2 separate regions of the Bos taurus genome follow, and region 1 is linked to region 2. The links are chromatin contacts, called in public Hi-C maps. All regions are on one chromosome and are shown on one strand. The core of a region is the stretch at or near the end of the contact, and the rest is flanking DNA. Distances in the headings are between cores, read along the strand shown.

Evidence for each region. Hi-C and Micro-C count contacts between places; a contact is called where the count stands out from the background.
Region 1: a Hi-C map of liver shows a contact between it and region 2, with 5 times the contacts expected there. The contact joins the enhancer-like site here to the promoter of ETNPPL in region 2. A contact is called at or near these places in 2 of 11 Hi-C or Micro-C datasets (liver and skeletal muscle).

The regions. Positions count from the first base shown.
Region 1 is chr6:16,621,251-16,627,391 of ARS-UCD2.0, forward strand. No RefSeq gene overlaps it. Among named protein-coding and RNA genes, the nearest start is that of OSTC, 20 kb to the right of the region's middle. Within about 2 kb of position 1,616, at least 4 of the 102 cell types and tissues checked have an H3K27ac peak or open chromatin away from gene starts, as enhancers often do. A contact at or near this core is called in liver, where this site is marked.
Region 2 is chr6:16,552,696-16,559,115 of ARS-UCD2.0, forward strand. It overlaps ETNPPL (ethanolamine-phosphate phospho-lyase), which reads left to right and starts at 1,458. Exons shown (of 13, transcript NM_001015605.1): 1 at 1,458-1,617; 2 at 4,285-4,403; 3 at 4,668-4,827. The coding sequence starts at 1,562.

The DNA of each region.
Region 1 (6,141 bases), core at 366-2,865, 69 kb after region 2:
ACTCAAATCTACTGGACAAAGGCTTCTAATATCCTGGACAGTGCAAGAGAAATCTTGCTGACTGCTTGGGGATGTTCTTTTTCGCAGGTCAGGCCAACCCTGCCCCTTTTACCCTTTAGCCACCTGCAGACCGACCTAGGTACAAGTGGACGAGCGTCCAGAGCTCGCACTTAGCCCACCGACCGGAGGTGGTGCTCCCACACTCTCAGTTCTACATCTGCGGTTTCTTGACTTATAATCCAAGGTAACTAATTACCTCTACTATAGGATTTTCTACCAGTTAAATAAGAGTGCTTTCATTTCCCTTTTTTTAAAAGTTCTTAATAGGTCTCCTCATTGCTGAAGCCATGAACTCCCAACATGAACAAATGCCTTGATTCATTTTGCTCTCATACTTGAATAAAAAATGAAATAAAGATGCTACATTATAAAGAGGAAGTAAGGGGAATTCTCTGGCAGTCCAATGGTTAGGATTTGGAGCTTTCACTGCGGTGGACCGGGTTCAAAACCCAGTCAGAAAACTAAGATCCTGCAAGCCTTGGGCATGGCTATAAAAGAAAAAGAAAATAAGGTGCATACATATAACCTGGTACATATAATTCATGTACAATTAAATTAACATGCTTTCAGATAAAAACTGCACGAAAGCATACTTTTCTAAATTCCAGCTAAATGAATGCCATGTGAAATATCTCTCATTAGTAATCAGTGGAGTAAGAGACATGTATTTTGTAAACTTTAAAATAGTCTCCAAAAGTTATTTCTACTTCAGCCCCCAAACGTAAATTAAGTTCCTATTATATGCTGAGTACTGGGTACATTTCTCAGATGCAAATGATGAGGCTAAACTGATACAGTATAAGAGATACAGCAGGTGACTATGAATATTATATGCAGGGCTATGCCATGGAGAATTTTGTGAAAAAAGTAAATAAGAAACAGGATCAGACCCTCGAGTAAAGTAATTTTCAGTCTAGTTGATTCTGTTTTATAAATATTTAAAAGTTTTCTATTCCTTTGAGGTCAAATAAGGACACATTCCTGGAATGTTCCATTGTGGTGAAGAGCAGAGGCTCTGGGTCCATCACCTACTGTGCAATCTTTAGCAAGTGACTTGACCTCTCTGAGTTTTCTCAGCTACAAAATGGGCCAAACACTACTACTCTCATAGTATTGTTGTGAGACTGCAGTGAGGTGACAAATGAAGAATGCTGGGGACAATGCCAGGCACACAATACATTCTCAATAAATATTAGCAAATAGCTAATATTAATACCTACCCAGGTGGCACCATGGTTAAGAATCTGCCTGCCAATGCAGGAGACACAGGCTTGATCCCTGGGTTGGGAAGATCCCCAGGGGTAGGAAAGATCCCCAAGGGGTAGGAAATGGCAACCCATTCCAGAATTCTTGCTTGGAAAATTCCATGGACAGAGGAACCTGGCAGGCTACAGTCCAAGGGGCCACAAAGAGTCGGACATGACTGAGCAACTGAGCATGCAAGAGCTTGAACAACAACAACTCTTTCCAAGGTAGAAGAAAGTCCTCTCAAGAAAAGAGTTAGGGATGTAACAGGTTAAAAGTCCTAGAGAATGGAGCACTGTATTAAGACTAGTGAATCAGCACTTTCCTGTTTCCTCCCCAGCTGCTCAGAAACACTGATTAACATGCTCAGAGGAAGAGTTCCAAGACAAATTCCAATGACAAGGAAAACAACCAACTTCCCTGGTAGACAGGCAGTTCCTTTATTAAAGTTCCATTCTAGTAACAAACTGGTTATGCGACATTTTGGGTGTCAGAGGGGAAGCGGGAAGAAACAGCATAACTTCACGTGCTGGACCCCAAAGACCCATTCAGCTTTTTCTGGTAGGTCTGTCTTTGCTTCTCAAAGTGCTGACCAGACATGGCCCAGGGCAAAGAACATCCAGCCATGTGGACCCACATAGGACAAACCTGTGGCAAAGACCTGCGTGGATTACTCAACCTCTGCATGCCTCAGAGAAGAGGCGCTTACACCAAGTGGGGGTGTGACCGACCGCTCATGGCCAAGCTTAGGGAGTGGAAGAACTAGTAGTTTGTCCTGGCCTGCCTTTGAGAGGTTATCTAAATATTTGGCGGATCTTCTATTTGATTGTTGAAGCAGACTCTTTTTTGGCTGCCCCCTGGTGGCTTATGGGATTTTAGTTCCCTGACCAGGTATTGAACCCAGGTCCTTGGCAGTGTAGAGTCTCTAACCACTGGACTGCCAGAGAATTCACTGCTGAAGACTTTTATGTGGCATTTCCAGCTACAGTGCAGCTCCTATCTTGAGACCTCTCTTAGAAATGTTAAAGAACAATATAGTCACCACCCTATAATTGCTTCCCTGGTAGCTCAGCTGGTAAAGAATCCACCTGCAATGCAGGAGACCCTGGTTCGATTCCTGGGTTGGGAAGATCCCCTGGAGAAGGAAACAGCTACCTACCCCAGTATTCTGGCCTAGAGAATTCCATGGACTATATAGTCCATGGGATTACAAAGAGTAAGACATGACTGAGTGACTTTCGCTTTCTATAATTGACAGTGGCTCTGTATCAATTAATAATTGATTTTGGAAAATCATAAGAGAGCTTGAGAAACAAAGAGAATACAAATTTTCAGCAGCATCTGGAATATTCTACTTCCCATTTGGAAGCACTATGTATTGAATAGCTGGTACCTATGGGTGGAAAAAAAGATGGTATTAGTATTATTATCCTTTTATAGATGAAAGATTGTATTAAAAATACATGTATGAATTAAAAATATGCTTGAACTCTCAGTGGCTTTGGTATCCTATTTATGATCACAAAAGTCTTAATAAATTGCAGTATCTAGCCCCTGAGCTCCTGGGAGACATTTGAAAGTCACAGAAGATCAGACATGTCAGCTCCTTCACAAAGGAGTCCTGGACTCCTAAGGTCACTTAACTCTGGACATCAAATCATGGCACTTAGCATTGGGAGACAGCTCAGTATCAATCAATTATTCAAGGGGAAAAGTTCCTTCTTGGTAAAATAGTAAGTGTTCCTTTGAAAGTTCTTAACCACATGTAAAAACAAGAATTTGAAATAGGCCTAAGAACATAGTTACATAAATCTGAAGCAATAGCAGGGTTGCACCCAGGCCTGGCACAAGGTGCATGCCCAGTTGCTCAGTCCTGACTCTCTGTGACCACCTGGACTATAGCCCTATAGGCTTCTCTGTCCAAGGGATTTTCCAGGCAAGAATACAGGAGTGGGTGGCCATTTCCTTCCCCAGGGGATCTTCCTGACCCAGGGATCAAACTTGCATAGCCTGCATTTCCTACATCAGCAGACAGATTCTTTAGTGATTGAGCCACCTGGGAATATTTGAAAGTGTTAGTCGTTCAGTCATGTCTGTCTCTTTGCAACCCATGGACTGTAGACCAGCAGGCTCCTCTGTCCATGGAATTCTCCAAATGCTGGAATGGGTAGCCATTCCCTTCTCCAGGGGATCTTCCCCATCCAGAGATCAAAACAGGGTCTCCTGCACTGAAGGCAGATTCTTTCCTGTCTGAGCCACCATGTAGGAGCTCAATAAATGCTTCTACCTATTTGATTATCAAGAGCCCCATCTGCTGGTCAAACAGAATTCATTTGCAACCCTGCAGATAACTGTTTAGAAAACCCGTGTGTCAGAAAATTAGAAGACATGAAAGGAATATTGAAGGTGAAAGGGGCTCTGGAGGTCACCTGATCCAATCCATTTTTTCACAAATAAAGAAGCTTATTATAATACTGGTGTATTCTAACTAAAAGAAATGGGGAACATCAAAAAATTTATCAATACTATAGATCATATAAAATATTGACTGTGAGACAATGAGTACGAACTTTTTAAGGTGAGAGTATTCCACACATTGAAGATGTTTTCTGGTTTAAAGCTGATACCTGTTCTTCTCACACACACAAAAAATGTAAAACTTTGGACTTGGAATTAAACTAAAGTGTGAATTGAGGTTTTACCCCTGATGTTTCCTGGTTTAGGTATTTACCTCTCTGGCTTAACAGACTTCATCCTAAATACTTAATAATAATAAATTAACAATCCTTCATAATCCTCCTCTATAAGGAGGTAAAATCACCTGTCTAAAGCTTAACAAACAGCAGGCACAGAGTCAGAACCCCAAAATTGCTATTATTAATATTGTGAACTAACAATAGCTTCCTATATAAGTCTAACACCAGGATTGTCAGAATTTGGATAATGTATATAAAAACTCTTCAAAATTGAAAATTTACAGTACAACTAAAAGTTACAGTTTTAATTTGGACACAGAGCAATGGTGTTTAAAACATAACATTTTAAATCATCGATTTAACAAGAAATTCTTTAAAAAAGAAAAAAATGAGGGAAAATTTCCCTGGCTGTCCAGTGGTTAAGACTCCACACTTCCACTGCAAGGGGCATGGGTTCGGTCTCTAGTCAGAGAAATAAGATCCTGCAAGCCTTGCTGTATGATCAAAAAGGAAAAAAAAAAAAAAAGGAACATTTCTTTGATAAACTACATTCTTAAAACACAAGCTTTCATTTGCTATCTGGAAAGATTGGTCTGGCTTCTCTATTTCTCTACACTCCAAAAACTGAACTGAAAAGTTCTTTCTTTGGTTCGCCTCTCTCTCCTCACATTTCATTAGCTGCAACAGAAGCTACAAGAAGCCAGCACACACTTTCTACTTTCTGCCTGGAAGTCTCTCCCTTGGATCCATGGGTTCACTAGGTGCCCTTTCTATTTTCCACGTTAACAGCAGGCAGCAGAACCTGCTGCCTTCCCTTCAGCCTCCAAGGTCATTTTCCTCACTGTCTTCAAGCCCTCGTCAAACTTACCTGGAGACCTGTACCTAGGTCTTCTCGAAGCCCTTCTAGGTGGCATCCTCTACCTTCTCAAGACCCTGGCAGTGTCCATCCATTACTCAGTCCCAAAGCCAAGGCCGCACCCCCATTCCAGTTATCTATGCTGCATACAAAGCCACCCCAAAATGTAATACCTAAGAGCAACAGCTTATTAATACTTCTCCAGGTTTTCTAGGCTAGAGGGGCAGTTCTCCCTGGGGTGTTTCCAGTGGCTGCAGTCACCTGCAGCTGGGACTGGCTGTCCACGAGGGCTCACTCCCAGGCCAGTAGTTGATGGTGGTGCATGGGGCTCTGCTGGCATCTCTAGTGCAGTGTGTTGGTGGTGTGTGGGCTTAGCTGCCTGGAGGAATGTGGGGTCTTAGCTTCCCAATCAGGGTTGGAACCCATGTCCCCTGCTTTGGAAGGTGGATTCTTAACCACTGGACCCCCAGGAAAGTCTGTAGAAGTGACCAGTTTTATAGAGAGAAAAGCATGAAGCAGACCCACGGGATGCATCAGAAGAAAACAGTGGCATCCTCAGAGTCCCATATTCTCAACCCTGGTACTCTCAACACCCAGCATCCCTGCCCTGAGTATCATCACACTCCAGCATCTGAATAATTTACCCTCTTTGCTTAAGACAGCTTGAGTGAGTTTCTCACACTTGCAATTAAAAGTCATAGTGCAATAAATGCAAAAGAAACAAAGGAGATCATAGCAAAAATCAACAAAGCCAAAAGCTGGCTCTTTGAAAGGATAAATAAAATTGACAAACCATTAGCCAGACTCATCAACAAACAAAGGGAGAAAAATCAAATCAATAAAATTAGAAATGAAAATGGAGCGATCACAACAGACAACACAGAAATACAAAGGATCATAAGAGACTACTCTCAGCAATTATATGCCAATAAAATGGACAATGTGGAAGAAATGGACAAATTCTTAGAAAAGTACAACTTTCCAAAACTGAACCAGGAAGAAATAGAAAATCTTGACAGACCCATCACAAGCATGGAAATTGAAACTGTAATCAGAAACCTTCCAGCAAATAAAAGCCCAGGTCCAGATAGCTTCACAGCTGAATTCTACCAAAATTTTAGAGAAGAGATGACTCCTATCCTACCCAAACTCTTCCAGAAAATTGCAGAGGAAGGTAAACTTCCAAACTCACTCTATGAGGCCACCATCACCCTGATACCAAAACCTGACAAAGATGCCACAAAAAAAGAAAACTACAGGCCAATATCACTGATGAACACAGAT
Region 2 (6,420 bases), core at 208-2,707:
ATGGAGGGAGCCTGCCTGTATGTGGCTTCACTAGCTGGTTTGAGAGTCGATGTACACTTGGCAGTATCTTTCAAGTGTGTGAACAAGACCGAGATTACATGACTGGGATTTCTTGCAAGCTTCCTAAATGTCTTCTCCCCTTCATTGATAACACCTAGAATTCTTAACATGTTTTTCCTCATAGAACTCCATTTCTCAACCTATCTTAGGCAATGAAATAATCCTACTAATCCTGCAGGAAATCAATATTAATTAATAACTTTACTCAAGAGAAAGGTAAGTTACAAACATTTATCAAGCATGTTCTTACTGGTAAAATAAGCTTTCTCTGCTGTCTTAAAAACACAAAGAATGAAACGATCTCATCTAAACTCTATGGCTAAGCAGTTGTGTGACCTTGAATAATAAGATTTTACCTTTCCTGTACCTACATGTCCTTATCTACAAAGCACAGGGGATAAATCAGATGATCTCTACTTCTTCAAATAGTTTATGATTTAGTGCTATAGTTAATTAGGTTTCCTTCTGTCCACATATTTAACTTTAAATTTGATCAGTGAGAGAAGAGAACCCTGAAGGAAGTCAAGAAACCTAGGAATGAATTCAGGTTCCCCATCAGGTAGACCTGTAATAACTGTTCCCATATGTTAAATAAGGTGGTAACTTTCAGGCTTACCTCAGTCAGGGTTGTTACAATGCTTTGTAATCTGTACGGTTTCAGAGAAACTACAAGTGCAATTATCTCTAAAGCAGGTGTTTGAAACCGGGGTATATATTATCCCTCCCAACAAATAACAGACTGAGTTCCTGTGATTAACCCTTTGGGTGTGTGACTTCTTACTCTTGTTAAGCAGATTTTGGTATTGAAACTTGCTCAAAAGGAGAATGGAGACAAAAGTCCTGTTATCTCCAGGGAGTGCCTATCTTTGAATGTGTACAAATAAAGGGAGAAAGGAAAGAAGAAAGGAGGGAAGAAAAGAAAGAAAAAAAGAAAGGAGGTCTTCCCAAGTGGTCCAGTGGCTTAGACTCCCTGCTCTCGATGCAAGCGGCCCAGATCCTGCGTGCCACAACTAAGACTCAGTGCAGCCAAATAAATAAATAAATATTTTAAAAAGAGAGTGGGAAGGAGGGAATTCATAGGCAGAAAAGGAGGAAAGGCCATGGCGAGGCAGGCTTAGAAAAATAAAAGGCGAGTTAGGAGAACAACTATGGGGAGGGGAAGTGGGCAGCAGGGCGGGAAGGGAGCGAGTTAGCCTGGGGCAAGAGCGGAGGCGGGGGTAGGGGGTGGCGACTGAGTGGCTAGCCCAGGCACTGGCCAGGCGGGCACCAGGCGGAGGAGGGAGGAGGAGGGTGGGGCTTGGCGAAGGGCAAAGGCGGGGCAAGACTTAAAAGGGAGATGACCCCAGCGGGTTGACACCGACCTCGACCTCCGACGCCTAGGGCCAGGGGACCCAACGAGGGAAAACAGGGAAGGGCCGCAGCTGAGGCCGTCCGCGGGCTCCGGACGCGGGCGCAGGGACTGGAGAGGGAGACCTCTGGGGGCTCCCGGCACCCTGCCACCATGTGCGAGCTGTACAGCAAGCAAGAGACCCTGGCTCTGAGGAGAAAACACATCGGGTAAGGGCTCCCCAGCCCAGAAGAGAGGCGCAGAGAGTGGGAATCACCAGGTCACCAGCGCAGGGAGCGGAGAGCTGAAGCGGGGCCGGGAGCTGGCTGGCTGGGGTCCCGCGGGGAGCGGGACCTGCCGCTTGCCCGCCGCACCTGCGTGCACGCGCCGCCGCCCGCGCCCCAGGGGGGCTCCCTTGCAGCCGAGTCCCGGGTGATCCCCGCGCTCTGCAGCCCGCGGCGAGGCTGAGGGCTGCGGGCTGGCTGGGGGAATTGACCATGAGGGTTGATAGCCACTGAAGAACACCGTTCCAGGGCTGGGCTCTGGAAGGGGAGAAGGGTAGTTCTCCGCCACGCTCACCTACTCGAAAGTTTTCCATAAGTATGAACTCTGAAATATTTTTGACGATGGCTATGAAAACTAATTCTGACAACTTTTGTTGAAAGCGAACTCTTCCTTCTTGCACGCTTCGTTAAGAAGTGAAAGGTTAATCTAGCCAGTGGAGGCGGGGGGTGGGGGGGGGGTGGGAAGCGTGGACACTTTTTAAAGGGTAAGATGCCCTTACTCACCTTGGTCTCCCCAGATGTGCCCGCACTACAACGTAAAGATGCAGGGTTCTCTCGGGTCTATTTTCGTTTTGCTCACATTAATAGTATAAACGACTTGGTGAGTGAGCGTACAGGACCCATACTTAAGTCAGACCTGGGCTCTGGTCCTAGAAGAGTGTTAAGTTACCTTGTGATCTCTGTCACATTAAATTCCTCTTCTATGAAAGTCTGAGTGGCAAGGTGGGAAGTACATTAACAAAAAGGCAAGGTCAAGTCCACAGTTTTCAGCCCACATTCATAAGGAAGAATTTTTCTGGATTTTAACTTGTAGTTAATAAACTAACAACTGAATTTGAACCAATAAGAAATTCTCATTAGTTTCATTTTAGCTGATGACACTTAATTTTAGGTATTTTAAAAATTTTATTACTTATTCACAATAATTACAGTACTTTCTAAACTGTTGTGTATCAGTTTAATACGTAACTATTTACCCTCTAAACTACTCTAGTGCACATGGGAACATGTTTTCTGTGCATGCAAAGCCACCAAAATAAAACGATATTTTGGGAGCTTTTCTAGTGGTCCAGTGATTAGGACTCCTTGCTTCAAATGCAGGGAGTTTGGGTTCAATCCTGGTTGGGGAACTAGGATCCCACATTTCCTCATGGCATGACCAAAATAAAATAAATAAATAAATAAAAATAATAATAATATATTTTGTTTAGTTTCTAAACATCCATGGAGCCAAGATCAGAAATGTTTGTAATGTTTTCATGTTGCTAAAACTTGTACTCCAGACAGCCACCAAGTAACCATAAATAGGGATGACATTTTATTAGACTCAAAAGAGTGGGTTAAAAGGTTAGAATAATAATTGGATCGTATTATTTAAGAATGGAAAATCCATTTGCTGCAGAACAAGAACCAATTAAAAGACATGAAAATGATCTGTAAAATCTCCTGCACACTATTTAACACTAAGTTATTTGTAGTAGCTTTTAGTGCTATTCATTTCTTTACAAGTAGGTTTGAGGGAGAGATTAGATGACAAGCAAGCTCTATTTTGGGCAATGGCATAAGACAGTCTTTTTTTTCTTCCAATTTTATTGGTATGTAATTGACATACGGCACTGTATTAAGTTTGAGTTTCACAGCATAACGATTTGACTTACATCATGAAATGACTATCACAGTTAAGTTTGGTGAACATCCATCATCCCATTAATACAAAATTTAAGAAATAGAAAATCCCCTAGGATTTGCTTTCTTAACAACTTTCGTATAAAACATACAGCAGTGTTATAATCAATCATGTTAAAAGGTAAGACGCCCTTATCATGTTGTACATGATACTTATTTACCTTAGTACTTATTTACCTTATAAATGGGAGTTTGCGCCTTTTGACTATACTCATCTGATTTCCCTGCCTCCCAGCTCTTCCCAAGAAGTGTAATCTCTTTTTTTCTATGAGTTTATTTTGAAGCATGATTCACCTACAACACTGTGTTAATTCCTACTATACAATATAGCGATTCAATATTTCCATACATTTCAATTTGGTCACCGTGGTAAATCTAGTTACAATCAAGACAAAAATCTGCTTCCAAATTCTGGTTTTCTCTCTTATTGGCTTGAACCAAGCTTCTTAATTTTTCTGTGCCTGTTTTCTCACCTATAAAAGTGAGAATGATGATAACTCCTATTATATTATTGTTGGAAGGATTAAATGAGATAATATTTGTAATAGCTATCAGTTCTTAATATATAGGAAGGCTCAAAAAAAAATTTTTTTTTTCCTAGTTGAACAAAATTTCCCAAAGGAAAATTAGTTCTTGGTTTGTGTAATTAGAGCTGTCAGAGTTGATCCATGGGCCTCTAAAAGGTATTGTCAGATCGTGGCAAATTTAATATAACAAGCATAAGAAATGTGAGCAATGTCACGGATGGGGGGTTAAGGTAAAAGTTTCCAGGCTAATATGAAATTAAAAAAAAAAAAAATGTCACCTAGGTTGTGTTTTCCCTTTCTTTTATGTAATTGTAATTTTCCACCCATCGTGACCTTGACCGAGAAGGGCAAACACTGAGCAGTCCTACCAGACCAAAGTGTTTCCTTTCATTATTTCTAGGCCTTCATGCAAAGTTTTCTTTGCTGCGGATCCCATCAAAATAGTGCGAGCCCAGCGGCAGTACATGTTTGACGAGAAAGGTGACCAGTACTTGGATTGCATCAACAACGTTGCCCATGGTAATGTGCTGTCTTTGTTGTGCCTTGAAGGATACATTTATGGATTAAGGCAGCCTTGGCACCATTGATATTTGTCCCAGGATTTGCAGTGGCTGCAGTTCCTCGGCTGAACAGGGCCCTTAGTCCTAGGCTGGGAAAAGCTAGAACAAAATCTGGGAGAGGAACAGGATCAACTTTTCTTTTTTTTTGCTTCAGAATCTGCCTCACTTCCCAGGCATTTCGAATTGTAACTCATTTTGAGGACTTTTGTCTTTTAAATTTTAGTGGGACACTGCCACCCAGAAGTGGTCAAAGCTGCCCAGAAACAGATGGAACTACTAAATACAAATTCTCGATTCCTCCACGACAACATTGTTGAGTATGCCAAGCGCCTCTCAGCAACCCTGCCGGACAGACTCTCTGTTTGCTATTTTACAAATTCAGGGTAGGTTTCAAGGTTTTTCCAGCCATCCCCATTCCCATGAATCTCCTTGTTTCCTCTCTCACACGTCTTTTCTATTTTGATTGCTGGTGGAGTAGGAATACCTAAACAGGTTGCCTGAGACTCTTACTAATGACCCTGCATGGGGGACCTGATGTCCTGGTTCTTTCACTTGGGCCCACCAGCTCCTTGTAGATAAGATACCTTACATTGTGTTCCAAGGCTCTTGATGTAGCCTGTAAGTGCAGTCCCATGATTAACATGTGCGAGTCACTCAAGACTTTTTACTACCATGCTTCTTTGGTGATAGATGGGGAAGGTGCACCAGTAGGGATCCCTAAACATTTCCCCAGCACAAACACAAAGGAGGAAGGAATAAATTCAAGTGAATAGATGTGTTACAACTTTTAAATTCTGTAAATTCAAATGGTTGTATCCCATTCTGTTGAATATTATGCAGACATTAAAAAGTATGTTTTGGGGGGAACTCCCTGGCAGCCCGGTGGTTAGGACTTCAAGCTTCCACTTCAGAGAGCCTGGGTTTGATTCCTGGTCAGGGAACTAAGATCCCACAAGCCGAGAAGTGCAGCAAAAAAAAAAAGTATGTTTTTGAAAATACGTGTTTATAGACAGGTGAAAAGCTTACCTATTAGGAGGAAAGCTGTCTATACAACACAGACTCTTATTTTTTAAATGATATATATGTACATATATACTAAAACTAAAAGAGATTCTGTGATTCCTTTTCTTTCTGGCCATGCCTGAGGCTTGTGGAATCTTAGTTCCCCACCAGGGATTGAACCCAGCCCCCTCCAGTAGAAACTCGGAGTCTTAACCATCGGACTGCCAGGGGGCTTCCACACTTCTCTTTTCAATGAGGTATTCTAAAACCCAATTTATAACCAGAAAATTGTTCTTTTTTTTTTTTCTTTGTAAAGAATTAAGACATGTTAGGATCTAATTTGTTGTTTTAAAGCATTCTTGCCTTCAGTGAATTAAATAGCGTAGTAGTATTTGACTTTCCCTTCCAAAGAATCCTATGCTGTCAAAGAATGATTAGCCTTAAAGAGCACTGTCACCAAAGACTGGAGGTAACAGAGCCTGGAATAGTATTCATACAAAGAACATTCTGGAAGTTAACCAGGCTTCAGTCAACACTGGCTCTACCTCTTCGTAGCTGTGAGAACTTATCCTTGTTACTTAACCTCTCTGAGCCTTCACCCATAAAAAGATGACAATACTTGCCTTGAAGAGTAGTTATGAGAATCAGTATAAGTAAAACAGTATAATACCTGGCGCATGATAAACATGCCACAAAAGATTACTTTTCCACCTGTGTCTGAGTAGTATATCTAGACTCTCTACAGCAGATAGAAAGATTACGATCTTCATTTTTTAAAGTCTCGTTTATCCATCGATCTACTTATTTTTGGCAATGCTGGGTCTTCGTTGCAGCTTGGAGTTTTCTCTAGTTGAAGCGAGCGGGGCTGCTCTCCAAGTTGTGGTATGTGGGCTTCTCACTGGTGGCTTCTCTTGTTGCATAGCATGAGCTCCAGGTACACGGGCTTCAGTAGTTGCCGCAAGTGGGCTCAGTAG